Regions from separate parts of the Hordeum vulgare genome. Here region 1 is linked to region 2. The links are chromatin contacts, called in public Hi-C maps. All regions are on one chromosome and are shown on one strand. Each heading gives the region's core, a stretch centred on a gene start, on an enhancer-like site or on the middle of the called end of the contact. The rest is flanking DNA. Distances are from core to core; before and after follow the strand shown. Region 1 holds the start of LOC123444188. Region 2 has its middle 76 kb from the start of LOC123440125.

The links. Hi-C and Micro-C count contacts between places; a contact is called where the count stands out from the background.
Region 1: a contact with region 2 is called in a Hi-C map of leaf, with 3 times the contacts expected there. The contact joins the promoter of LOC123444188 here to the enhancer-like site in region 2. A contact is called at or near these places in 3 of 6 Hi-C or Micro-C datasets (leaf and seedling) and 1 of 1 datasets of contacts at active chromatin or transcription factors (embryo).

Annotation. Positions count from the first base shown.
Region 1 is chr3H:447,939,062-447,946,339 of MorexV3_pseudomolecules_assembly, forward strand. It overlaps LOC123444188, which reads left to right and starts at 5,114. Exons shown (of 3, transcript XR_006630958.1): 1 at 5,114-5,764; 2 at 7,019-7,278.
Region 2 is chr3H:447,790,500-447,797,891 of MorexV3_pseudomolecules_assembly, forward strand. No RefSeq gene overlaps it. Among protein-coding and RNA genes, the nearest start is that of LOC123440125, 76 kb to the left of the region's middle. Within about 2 kb of position 4,947, at least 2 of the 3 cell types and tissues checked have open chromatin away from gene starts, as enhancers often do. A contact at or near this core is called in leaf, where this site is marked.

The DNA.
Region 1 (7,278 bases), core at 3,864-6,363, 150 kb after region 2:
CCTCAGTTAGGATATCCACGTAGGATTAGGACGATAACGGAGGCGGCAGTTCTTCTTCCCCTTCCCCATTGCAACCTGTAACCACTTGCTATATTATCTGAGTGAGATACTAGTTCCTTCATTACCATCGCTACTCTTACACCTCACTAGTTGAATGCTCGTGCGTTGTCACGTAATACAAAATATAATGTGAAAAGATTACTTGGCAGATTAATAGCGTAAACTTGGTTATTTTTTATGAATGCATTTTATGGTCTATATCTCATAAGTATAACAATGCCAGAGATAATTCAAAATTTATGTTGATGAACAAATTGATTTGAAATGTAAACTTAAACATTCATGAAATTAACACAATTCCTTAAAACACCATCTACACAAATAAATATGACGGAACAAGCATCTGCACAATAGATGCAAATAAGTATACGTGGTACTTAAAATTACAACTTGGCAAACACACTCCTTTATAATACACACAGTCAATGTCCACTATCTCTACCACACGCATCGAGCTTCCCTTCTAGACATCACACGCCGAACTTTTCTTATAGACATCTTTCTTTTTAGAAAAGGAGGAAGACCCTCGGCCTTTGCATCTGAACGATGCATGCAGTCATTTTATTAATTATTCAAAAAAACCTTACAAAGTAATACATCAGTAAGACTGAAATCACCGTCTAGACAATATATGTCGCTACTTGTATACAGTTGATGAAGGGATGCTGATAGTCTGGGTCTAATATCAAACAGACCTCACAGCCAAACCTAACATCTAAGACCTGATGCCCCAACCAAGCCACCTGCCGGGTATGGGACACCCACCGGTCCGGCGCACACTCAGAGATCGTCGCCGCCAACTGCCATCAATCCATCTTCAGAACTGTACTAACGCATCCACCTTGCCCGGTCTAGCTGCCGTCGACGCCACCACGACGCCAGACAGCGTCGCCCTCCTGCGCGAGTCCATCCTCGCACATCAGACGCCTAATCACCAGGGCGCCACGCCATCGAGATCCGTCGCCTTCAATGTGCAGGATGAAGCACCGCTCCACCGAAGAAAACATCCACTAGTCCCTGAACCCGCGTACACCTCCAAGAATGACGCCCCCAAAGGGGAGACGACACAAGTGCATCGCCGTCTTCTGATCTGTCGATCTAGGGTTTCCCCCGAAGGTGGCAAATAGTGGTCTAGAACTTCTCCTCGGCGACGCCTTCAAGAAGGGAACGACGTCGTAGAGTGTCGCCATCGCCGGCCTTGTCATCTAGCCAAGAGCAGGTTTTCACCCAGATCTGTTCGAAGAACTCCATCCAGCTTCTTGTGCATGGTCGCCGCCTTCTCTGTTGGAGACTAGATCAAAGGATCCAGCTGCCGTCGCCTGATCGGCCGGAGCACCACCATGGTGCCAAACCAGCCTGACACTAATTGGACTGCGAGTGGGCAGACGGAGACTGCAAATGTGACGCCTTCAAGAAGGTAACGACGCGTAGGCACCGTCATCACCCGCCACGGCCGAAGTCGGATCACAGATTTCACCGACAGCCGCCAGTCCTCACTCCATGCACAGCCAGCTGGCCGACCACCTCCGACGAAGAAGAAGGCCACCACCACCAAGCCTAGGGCCGGCGCCCAGACATCCCCGTGTTGCAGATCAAGTCCATGAGCAGTGCACCGCTGACGGCTTTTGAGATCGGTAGCACACCGAATCAGACCGACTGAGTCAAGGCCAGACCCGTCGCTCCTGGTGTCGTCCTCCTACGCCGCCGCCGCACCACGGCCATGCCGCCGCCGATCTGCATCACCGCCGCTGATCTGGCCGGAAAGGAGCGCTGCCTCCCAACCAGATCGAGATCCGAGGAGAAAACCGCCGCCGCCGCCACGCCACAAGGGCTTTGCCCTGTGACGCCCCGGGCGACGGCGGCGGAGGGGAGAGGAGGCGGGGGCGGCTGTAGGAGGAGGGCGGGGGATCCCCGGTGCGGGGCGGCGCCGCCGCACGGGGGAGGCGGGGGCGGCTGTAGATCAGGTAGGCGAAGTCTACCTAGGCCGACGGATTCTCTCCTACCTTATAGACATCTTGCTTGCTAGAAAAGTGCATACCCTCTCAGTAAATTGTTGGACAAACTTCATGTCAATCAATCCCCCCTATTATTTTCTAGTGGATATTTGTATTTGTCCTTTTTGATTTGATATTTCATGAATTGGGTATCTCTGTTCGCACATCCATGGGATGTATAGAATTTTCTAAGTCTTCGTTCGCTTCCAATGACATCGTCTCCCGGCTTTTGTTGTAGTGTTTTTTTTGAGAAACCAACAGGAGCACTGTCTTTTCATATAGATGTAGGTGAAAACCCCCATATATACAGAGATTCACATGTTTTGAAGGGAGCGTGGCGAAGCCTAGGAAATTGACTCCTACATGCTTAGCCCACGCCTGCAATGAACACATCAACACCAAATGTCCACTCTCTTTGCTTGATATCGTCAAATGCCAGCATCACCACCTCATAGTGAATCATTTGAGAACCCATGAAAACCCACATGTTTCTCTCCTTCCTAATATTCCATAATGTGTAGATAAGCCGCCCACTACGACGTGTACCACGCTTCTTTGCCTTCTTTTCGATCAACTCACTCCACAAGCCGTAGAAATTTTCACGATCTGGAAAGAAACATGAAGATGAAAGATCCTCGCGTGTTAAGGCAAACACGTGGTTCCATACGGCGACCGCGATAGTGCAACCCTTGCAAAGGTGGGTTGCTTTTTCCGAACCCTTGTATTTGATGACCAACAATATCCATACTACCACATACCCATTTTGCAAAAGTGAAATATATTTATAAATACTTTCTTTGTTTCTAAATATAAGTTTTTTTAGAGATTTCACTACATACTACATACGGAGCAAAATGAGTGAATTTATATTTAAAAGTATGTCTATATACAAGGTTCTAAAAAGACTTATATTTAAAAATGAAGGAAGTATATAATCTAAATACAGTATCATGCACAACATACATACGAGTACCATACTTGATCATATTTGATACGAAAAAGGATTCAAGTGCCCCCCCCCCCCCCCCAAAAAAAAAAGATTCAGTTTTTTTTTCTTTAAAATATTATATTATTTCATGCATATAGGGTGGGCGCACACTCGGGACTACCAAAAGTGTTTTCTCTTTCGTAGATTGTCTATAAACGTCGGTTTGTTATACGCCAATAAGAACATCTTCAACAGATGCACAAGAATACCAAGGACCAAATAGTTTTATACCATCACAATAGCACTTTTAATGCATCGCGGTCAACATTGATTTTCCAAAGGGGGTGATCTGCGCCGGCGCGCCGGCCCAGATTTTGGACCGGCCGCACGCGGGCCGCAGAATCCACCAACCCCGCGTCGTCTGCACCGTTGCATCCGCATGCAACATTTTTCTCCCTATGCAGCAAAATTTCGATGCCATGCAGCAATTTTTTCAACGGTTGCAACAAGAAACAAAATTTATAGCAAAAAAAATATCTACGTGATCATAGCAAAAAAACGAAGCTGATGGTACGTGGTAGCAAAAGTCAAACGTCGGTTGTAACAAATATTTATGTGACGTGTATGCAACTTTTTAGTGAACGGTTGCAGCAAAACATGATGCCGGTTGTAGCAAAAATTAACACGGTTATAGAAAAAAGTAAAAAAACATCAATTGTAACAAAAAATCTGATGAACTAGAGTTGCAACCAAACTTATATGCAGCTCTTTTACTGAGACAAAATATAGTAAAAAACGCTTACAACAAAAATGACGCAAGTTGCAACATATTTAGACGAAAAGTGTTGCATCCATTGACCGAAGAAGCGCGCGGATGGAAAATATGTTGCAAGGCTCGCGCGCGCCAGGGGGCGACCGACGCGCGGGTGGGAAACGATTCTCTTTTCCAAATGCATATAAACATGCGTCCAGGAAAAAGAGGAGTGCAAATTATGAAAAATATGGTCCAACGTCCAAATTTTATCTTTACCTACTAATAAATCAAATAGTGCTTTTTCCGTACGTCATCCAAATTGTCCTTAAAGTTGACTAAAATTACCCACCAATGCCACCTATAAGTCATAAAAAACGTTTCAAATATGAAAATATCCGGACTGGGCCGGCCCATGTAGGCACCTCCTATATTACGGTCTGGGTGTTGGAAAAAGATGCAGCACACCTGTTTGGGCTGGCCCATGCGTGGGCGTCTGTTTTTTTAGTTTAGTTTTTAATTTTTATTTTCAGTTCCATTTTGTTTTTCTACTTTAAATAATTTAGAACTTCAAACAACTTTTCTCAATTTTAAAAAACTGAGAATTTCAAAATAAAATATTCAAAAAAATATTTTTTAAGAATTCAAAAACTACTGTCGAGTTTAAAAAAATATTTGTTTATAAAAAAATGTTTAAACTTTGAGAAAATGTCCATAAAATAAAAAAGTCAACGATTTTAAACAAAAGTTCGTGTAAAAATCTTAAAAACAGTTCGTGCCTCTGTTTTTAGTCTCATTTTTTATTTTCATTTTTCTGTTCCATTTTTAGTCTAAATAATCTAAAACTTTGAAAAACTTTTGCAATTTATAAAACTGGGAATTTTGAAATAAAAGTTTGAAGAAAATATAAAACGTTTGTGAATTCAAAAATGTTCATAATTTTTGTAAAAATATTCGCATATTCAGAAAAATGTTCATAATTTTGAGAACAATGTTGGTGAAAACAATAGAAGTCCAGGATTTTGAAAAAGAATTTGTCTGTTATTTTTTGAGTGCAATTGAAAAAATGTTTGCTAATTCAAAAAATGTTCATGCATTTTAAGAAATGTCCTAAAATTTTAAAAACATAATATGATCAGCACCATTGTAGATTATAATTTTTTTTCTCCCGTTGCAATGCACGGGTCCTTTTGCTAGTAACGTACAATAGCGCTAAAAAATAGCGCATGTGCTAATATTTTTTTGAACGCATTATTTTGCAGGATTTTCTGTTGCGTATCCCGTGGGAAAAAGACGGTTTTTAGCGTGTGGAGCAGTTTTGGATCTATAGTCAAGTCAGAAATACTACAATTCTACAGTCGTAACTACACAATACTCTCATTGTGTCACTTCTTCCCTCACCACCGCTCACCCTACTGCCCTCCCGCGAGACACCCACCTGTGCAGCCATTGGCTGCGCCAGCGCTAAGCACCCACCTCTGCGGCTCCGCCCACTTCCCACTCCGCGCCCTACACCCACACTTCCCTCCCGGCTAGCTGCACCCTCGGGAGCCGCTAAACCTCACTCCCTACTATCCGGCGAGATCCGTGGGACGATGCTCTCATTGACACGCGCACAGTATGGGTGGCGACATCCACCGGTCGGCCCCCCATCCATCCCCCGCTGCACCGGCGCCATGCCGGTTCGAAACTGATGGTGGCTACGCCCGGTGACTGGCGCACCGTGCAAGGCGAGGTGGGATCTGTCCCATGTGCCCGCGGTATCGGGCTCTGCGTCCCGGTGACCCTGTCCCAAGGCGTGTTCGCCCAGATGGGCGGAGATCGGCCTGGAGTGGATCCCGTGTTGCACCATGACGCCGACAACTTCTCCTCGCCACCTAGCTCCTCAATCTGCAGGCTACCTCGTCGCCCTGCCACTGTTTTCCTCCCTCTGCATCAGGTTCAGGGTGACCACGGATATTACTTTGTCAGGGACTCCTCTCCTCTCCCTTCGCGTCATCCATTGGAAGTTGTATTGGATTGGCACAGCCGGTGAGTTTGATCTTGGAGGTCAAGTACAAATCTTTCACTTAGATTTCAACTCCCTTGTATATACAAGGTTCATAGGTGAGCTAGATGTAAACTATTAGTATCAACATATGGTTAGGCTTAAATTTCTTTTAGAAGAGTATCAAAGTTTTCTTATTGATGTTTGGGTTCAGAACTTTTCCCAATTCGGTTTCTCCTAAATTCATTTAAAGGTCTATAAGCACCTAAAAATGGATACCGTAAAAATCGCGGGATAAGCATTAGTTTTGTTAGGGACAGAATAAGTACAACTTAGTTTCGGGAGAACCGAAAAAGTGAGTTTTAGTCATTTCTCTATTAACCAGTTTAGCTGAACCTATTCAATGAGGCATGGCATGACATATATCGGCTTAAGTAAATATGCCTCCATCACTTACTCTGTTTTGCTTCTAATTTCTTTCATATCAGCAGCATGGTTGTTAACAACTGAGATAGATGCTGCTGCAAGGAACCTTGCTGGAAGCTTTGTGTTCCTTGAAGTGATGCAATTCGAGCATATCTAGTGGCTTTTCTTGGTATAAAAAATGTAAAAAGTTAATGGGGATAAAAGCCACGTCAAAGGGTAATACCGTTTGAGGTTTCTTAAGCACGCTCTCTTGGCTGAAATGGCATGAGATGACTAGCGGTCGAAAGTATTCTAGCCAGCTGGCTGGGCACATCATCGTCGTCGTCATCAGAAGACATATCACTGTTGTTGATGGTGTTTGATATTTCGTGTATGAATAAACCAGATGATAGATGTTGTGTGGTCGGGAGTGGTCTCTTTTCCTCTTATCTTCAACAACTGATAAGATTAGTGTAGGCTAAATTCAGAAAGCTTATCGTATAGATGACCTCTGTCCTGTGACATATTACTTGTTTGATTGACATATACATACCTCTTTTACCTTTATCATATAGATGACCTCTGTCCTATGACATATTTTAATCAGATGCACCAAGGATATTCGATCCTTCTTCTGGGCAGAAATATGCAACTTCATTCATCAGATGTTCGAATCATCATGGTCCATTGAAGCTATTGAATTTTTTCTTCATCTAGATGTTGCTATATTGGTCCGCACAACAATGAAAATTAATAGTGTTTCGAAGCGTGTGAATTGAAGATAATTGACTCACAACATTGACATTTACCCCCTACCCCCCCAACAATCTGGCTATACCACGTCTCCTTTTTTCTGGTGGGCTTCTTATTCATTGGTTGATTTGTTTGTTTAGGTTAGGATAAATGGCGATTGTTGCAGATAATCTGGTCAAGGAAATTGTCAAGAAGAATATATACTTCCTAATCTAGTAGTTAGCAAAAGCAATGCCAAGGTTCAGTTCTACGAGGAAACCCTGAAACCTTTTACCATTCTCTAGTTAGTAGTTGTTGCCATCTTCTCATCGGTTAAATTATGGATGTCTCTGAAGCTACTGACAGGTCCGTTTTGCGGTTGGTATGTTTTTCCAGGACTGGTAAACAAGAAGATTTTGAC
Region 2 (7,392 bases), core at 3,697-6,196:
AGTGACATGCATCACAAGGTATCGGAACACCAAGTATCTGGTCCGCCAAATTATTCATGGGAGTATCTCGTTGGTGCAAGGTAACAAGCTAGTTTCTGGAAATGAGTTTGGGTTTGCTAGTTCATCAAATGAGCACTTTGTTTTCGTGGAGTATCTATGGGCTGCTTCCTGTGCAATGTGGTGTACAAGATGCACGAAGCTTGAAACTGAAGGATCACATGGGCGTGGGCCAAAAAATCAGCTTATCTCCGTGCCATTCTCCTGTTCGTGACTGCACTGTTTGTACGCTAGCGGTTGTCACAGGAATGCCAACTGCTAGTTTTCCATTAAATTCCGAGGAAACAAGGGTAGGTACTGGCGCAAACCTGTGGATTTGCATATGTTGTTATCTAGCACTACTCTATTACAACAGGATGAGCTACAACCTTGATGTAAGAGTGATGCAACGGTCAGGTACTATAACCATTGATGTGCTAGTCCAGGCTGCACACATTCCATTTTCTATCTGTGTTGTGCACTCTTCCAATTCCAAAGAAAAGGGATTAGGAACTACTGCCATAGAATTGCTCCTCCTTCAGATTATCGGCTCCTACTTCCCTTGCCATAGTCTGAGCAGGTTTTCTCAACAAAAATCTGAACTTGATGGTCCATCCATAGCAACAAATGACTATGGCCTGTCTAGTTCCAGTGGCAGTCTAACAAGTGAGCTTCCTGAACTTGATGTGTGTAGAGTTATACCCCATGAGATTATGCCATATCTGGATAGCATCTACCATCTGGGCATATCTTGGGATCCAGGAGGGTTTGCATTGTTGTTCATGAAACTGACTCAACGGCTGCTGATGATACTGGATCCTGGAGGGTTTCCATTGCTCCTCATACTGAAATCGACTCGACAAGCAGTTGCCTTTGCTTGTTATATTTTGTTGTACATAATGTCTTAGACGGTGACAGTGATGCTAACATCCCCTTTGTTGAATCAGTGGCCCTTAAGCCTCCAGAAGTGACCTTCGACGTGGCAATGCAGCAACAGTAAGTGGATCGTTCTGTTTTCTGTCGTTTTACTTGTCTAATACTGGGATTGTGGTGTAGATCTCAGCCTCAGGTTTAGCGTTCTGGTTCAATGGATGAATGAATTGCTGATTTTCCTTTGATGCTAATTGTGCAGGCACAAAGCTGAGCCTGAGCTTGCGGCTGCTGCGGGGCAGCCAGCACCTGATGATGCCGATGATCTGATCGATTGGAGCAAGAGAGTATCATGAGTTTTATCATACTTTAAGCCGGATAGTTTATGTTGTACATGCAAGTATTTGCCTTTGGTTGTTATATTTTGGCAGGTTATTCCAGGCATTGAGTTTTAAGGTGTTTCTGCTCTGTTTTGCATTTTACAGTAAAACATGTTAATCTAAAATTTGTAATTTAGTATTTGATGGGAAATCTTTACATTTTACGGCAAAAAGCATGTGTTCGTTGAGTATCACCTTCTTCCTGCAGCGGCTCGGGAAGGAGTAGTCTGACCGTGTTTGCAGGGTAAAAGGCTGAAGTGACAACGCTGGGACTGCTCTCCGGTGCATAGAACTTCCATGGCGGCGCATGTAGTTCCAACACCCACTTGAGCTCCCTCTAGTGATGTCAGCCGGTGAGGTTTCTCCACCTCAACACTATTAGTGATGTAATCTTACTTTGTTAGAGTTCACTCATTTTCGCCATCCATTCGTTATAAACTTGATTCTTTGTTACAAATGGATCCTTAAATATGCATGTCATGTTGTTTCCCTGGAAATAGATGATCAAGCCACATTTTTTATTTTGTTCTGACTTGGGGAGCTTGCAACCTTAAAAATGTCAGGCCCAGTTCTTCTTCAGCTAGCTATTCATCATCCGACAAGCCTCATAGCCGCTAGATCAAGTATCGACGCCCCAGATGAAGCCTGTGAACCAGTACGTGCATCCCTGACGAGAGGAAGCGGACGATGCACGATCTTCATCCGACAGCCGTCATTCAATCACTGAGCTGGCACCCTTTTACACTTTTTACTGTGCTTGCTGTTCTTTTGCTTTTTTACTTCAGACAGCCATGGCTATATAGAAAGCCGAGCGACTCTCGCCTGAGGGCATCGATTGTAATCGGGTTGTAACCCTAGACGCCACAAGAGTGGTTGGCCTAATTTCCCCTTTGTAATAGAACCTAGCTAGTTTCCTCCCTGATTCGGGGCTAGCCCTCTCTAAATCCACTGAAATCTCTGAGATGTTCTCCTCTGGTCCTGTCAATTGGTAATCAGAGCCAACCCTCCTTGGCGGCGATTGGATTGGACGATGAAGGAAAGTTCGGCTCGCCAGTGAAATGCTTCCCCTCTCGTTCCAATCCCGGCGCCGGTGTGTTCAGGCGGCGATCGGTGGCGGTAGACAGCTTTAGTGCAAGTTAGGCGTTGGGAGTGGTTGCCGAAGAACACTTCTCCTGTCGTAAACCCTACCCACCCAGCCTCTCCAGTGCACTGAAGACGGGGGGCGTTGGCGGCGGCGAACGGCAACGGCAAGATCGGGACACACAGGTCTACTTGCCACTTGGTGGCCCTAAATTTCCCCCTGTTTCTTTCTGATCACCTTCAGGCGGGTAAGAAAGTTCTCTGCTTTCTGTAAAACCTCTCTGAATCATGGAGCACCGCAGCGATTCGCAAGACATTAGACTGCTAGAGCTCAAATCCTTGCAGCTGGATGTTCAGACCTTACAGCAACAACGTATTGCTGACAAAGAATTCCAATAATTCACTGTTTCTCTAAACACCAGCTTTGTTAACTTGGAGAGCAGTTTCTCCAAGATACAGAGCAGTTTTGACAGGTCTTTTGCAGAACAGCAAACCTGGCCAAACGACCAGAGGATCCTTTTCTTCCAGGAACACCTGATGGAGCTGGACACAGCAAAGACGTAGCTATTTCTCCGGGTCAAGGGAGCATCAACCAGGCAGCTCCTGGACCTCCAGGTAGTGTCACAGCTGTTATACCTGAGCTGATGGGTAGAGACAATCCAGTGGAGCAGACCACTAGGGTGCCTTATAGACACCCTCATTATGGTCAACAACAAACTGGAGTTGAAACCAAAGAGAGTGGACAACCCCCAATACTTGTCTGAAGAGGAAGCTCCTGACAATGGATTTAACAGTCCTCAAGAGATGAGAAGACAGTCCTTAAAGCTCCATCAAAAGATGATGAGTGGTCAAAAACAAACTAGAACTGGAGTTAACAGTCCTCAAGATATGAGAAGAGGCATTGTTTCAGTTAAACATAAAAAGCTGAACACACCTGAATTTGAGGGAGATGACAAAGAACATTGGATACGAACAATTTAGTAGTATTTTGACACAGAAAGAACTCCCTTGGAGCAGAGAACTGAATTTGCAGTATCTTACCTCGAAGGTCCTGCAGTCCAATGGTGCAGAGGGACTGGATTCCATGCTCAAACCCTGCCCTGGCACAGATTCTGCAGGTATTTAGGAGACAGATTTGCAGAAACATATGTATATCACAATGTCAAATCATTTCATGCTCTAGAGGAACCCAGTTAGACTCCGTGTGGACTGGTTATTGTACTTTTTAGTTAGACTCCGTGTGGTGATTACCTCAGCTGATGCAATAACAGCGATACTGCTTGATGTGTAATTGCAGATCGTTCAGGGATCAAAACATTAGTACAATAACACTAGTACTCTACCGTGTCACCCTGGTTTATATTTGTGTGGCTGTTTTTATGTCTTTGTCAGCCCGCCCACTTGTGCAGAATCCCTTACTTGCTGACACCGTGCCACTCTCTAACTCTTCTATTTTGGATTGAATGGGACATAAAGACGAGGTTTGGCACGCCAGTTCTTACTTTGGGTTTGATCGGTTCAGGTTTTATTGGGCTGAGTTTTTTTAGTTTGGTTTTGGTTTTGGTATTGTAAAGAAACTAGTTTGGGTATAGTTGATACTCTATCGTGTCACCCTGGTTTCTAAGGGTTTGTGTAAATACTGGACTGTTTTTATGTCTTTGTCAGCCAGCCCACTTGTGTAGAATCCCTTACTTGGTGACACCGCGCCACTCTCTAATTCTTCTATTTTGAGGTGAATGGGACATAAAGACGAGGTTTGACACGTCGGTTCTTACTTTAGGTTTGATTGGTTCACGTTTTATTGGACTGAGTTTTTTTAGTTTTGTTTTGATTTGGGTATTGTGAAGAAACCAGTTTGGGTATAGTTGGTTATGATAATTTGATTATTAGCGGTTATAAACTATGGATCCAAACCGGTTTCTAGGCATTGGTTATGTGCAATAACCAATGACGACGGAGAACGATGATCTTTGATCCGCGTGCATGTTGTAATGCACTATGTAATTTTGTATTATGAAGAAACACCAAATAAAAATCGCAAGTGTTGGCTTGTGTTTGGCTAAGCAATTTGGTTTTAATACACTTGTGAATGAGCTTTTCAGTCGTGGGCATTTTCTTTTTGCCTCTTGCTGTGTGCTGACTATATCTCAAAGATAATTTTGTTGTTAAACTGTTGTAGATGTACTTATGCCTTTTCTATCTCATTTGCTTTTTAACATATCAATTCGATGCAATTATATGTACATTGAAGCAAACTCATAGTCATGTACTGGGTTTAAATTCATGGTCATGTATTGAGTTTAAATTGGTTTGAGTGAAAAAATAATGGATTCAGTTTTGATTGGACTGAAAACGACATTAAACTGGTATGATTCAAGTATGTTTTCGAGAGATAAATATACGGATATTGTTCAATCATATGAAACCATTCTTAAAACACGCGCAACTAATGTGCCAGCTTAAGTGGGTGAGGTTGTGGTCGTCATATCACACATAAGTCTCTCGCCCCGTTTTCTTTTTGAGCGCTACTCAGCGCCGGTCCACCGGCCGAGTTGCTCCACCGGCCCTCCCGCGTCAGCTGGATTCGTCCATTAGTAAATGTTGGAGTTGCCTCCTTTCAGTGGTGGAGTCATGCAAAACGGAACCCACTAAACGCATGCAAAAACTGAACGCGCTGTCGTTGTCGTCCTTTGGAGCTTTGCTAGTTGACTCGCGGCGCCTAGCTTCCGTGAATTTCCTGTCCCTCGTCGCGGTTCGTGCCGTGGAAAGTCGCTGTCGTCGCCTCGCAAGCACTCCGTTGTCCGGCAGCACGTGCATGAAACGCGTTGCCGGCGCCACGCGCCCGTGCTTTGCTCGTCGACTCGCGATGCCTCAGCTCTCGTGAATGCCCGTCCACCGTTGCGGCTCGCCGTTGCCGCCATGCATCGCTGTCGCAGCTCGTCGTCGTTGCCTCGCGTCAAAAACTCGTTATTGGTAGATGAATAAAATTATTGCTTATTGATTATTTGGTACAGTGTATATGGCTATATATAATGGTACAAATCAACTTAGAATAAGAAACTTGAGATCCAAGAAATAGTCTAACATCCCTGCAGTACCAACGGGAGGCTCGATGACATTGAGAATGAAACAGATGTCTTGCAATGGCGTAGTATCAAGTCCTTTAACGAAGATGTCAGCAAATTGAGCCGTACTAGGAACATGAAGCACCCGAACTTGTCCAAGAGCAGGGACGGATCCGACATTCATGCATAGAGGGGGCAAAGTTCATATGAAGTGATTTTTTTGGCTGTAACAACTAGTAGAAGAATCAATTTGTTAGGGGGGGCTAGCCCCCCTCGCCCCCTCCCCTCCTAAATTCGTCCCTGCCCAAGAGCCACCTTCTCTCGAACAAAATGAATATCAGTCTCAATGTGTTTGTTCTGGCGATGCTGAACATGATTCCTAGACATGTAAACGGTTGAAATATTATCACAATATACAATAGTAGCTTGATCAATCGGTCGACGCAATTCTGAGAACAACTGACGAAGCCAAATAATATCTGCAACAGCATGTGCCCCAGCATGGTACTCGGCTTCAGTGGACGAGCGGGAGACCGTAACCTGTCTTTTCGAGGACCAAGAAATCAAATTTTATAGAAAAACACAAAATCCAAATGTGGATTGTTGAGTGTCTGGATAACCAGCCCAATCTGCATGAGAGTATGGGGTGAGAAAATGAGGAATGAACTTATTGATGTGAAGACCATGATCAAGAGTACCTTTCAAATACCTAAGAACACGTTTGACATGATCATGCATATAGAGACATGCTTATTGAACAGCAAAGGAAATTTCAAGACGAGTGATAGTGAGATATTGGAGAGCCCGGTTAAACTATGTTACATAGTAGGATCATGAAAAGGTTCACCGTCAGCTGATAGTTTGAAACTGGTATCGACAGGAGTGCAAGAGGACTGGCAGTCAAGCATACCAGCACGATTAAGAAGATCAAGAATATACTTACATTGGGAAAGAAAAAGGCCAGAATAATCACGAAGAACGAGAATGCCCAATAAGTGATGAAGAATACCAAGATCAGTCATATAGAATTCAGAACGAAGAAGGGTAATAATGTGATCTAAAAAGGTTTGAGAAGATGCTGTGAGAATGATATCATCTATATAGAGAAGGAGGTAGGCAGTTTCAGAATTGTGGTGGTACACAAAGAGAGAAGTGTCAAAAAGGGAAGAAGTGAAACCTATCGTTTGTATGAAAGAAGAGAAACGTTGAAACCAGCCTTGTGGAGCTTGTTTGAGACCATATAGAGATTTTTGAAGAAGACAGAAATGATTTGGATAGGAAGGATTTTCAAAACCAAGTGGTTGTTGACAATAGACGGTCTCTTGAAGAGAACCATGGAGGAAAGCATTTTTTACATCAAGTTGATGGATGGGCCATGTGGAGGAGACAAAGATGCGATACATTGCGCGGACTTTTTTTCCCTTGCCCCCGAGTCGCTCCCCCGTGGGCGACCCGGTGATAAGTCTCCATCGTATCTACTTTTCCAAACTCTTTTGCCCTTGTTTTGGACTCTAATTTGCATGATTTGAATGGAACTAACCCGGGCTGGCGTTGTTTTTAGCAGAATTGCCATGGTGTTGTTTTTGTGCAGAAATGAAAGTATCCTCTTCTTATATAAGCACCAATTAGAGAGCACCTCTGTCATTTTTATGCTTTGCTTTTGATTGATATTGAGTATGACCATGAATGGATCTTCGTTGCTATGAATTAAAATGTTTAGTCAGCCCTTGATCTTTGAAAGTGCTCTGCATTTATGTTTTGCGGTCTCACAAAGAGCTAGCGAAATACCACCTATTCATATTGCTTCATGCTTCTTTTGATTGAATTGTTGGTATCTGAAACTCATTATTATTAGCTCGCTAGCTGATTATGCCATTGATATTAGTTTACCGTGAGACCTTTGTGTCACTTGCTTATGTGGTTAACTTGATCTTGCTGAAATTCTGGTTATGAGTTAGACA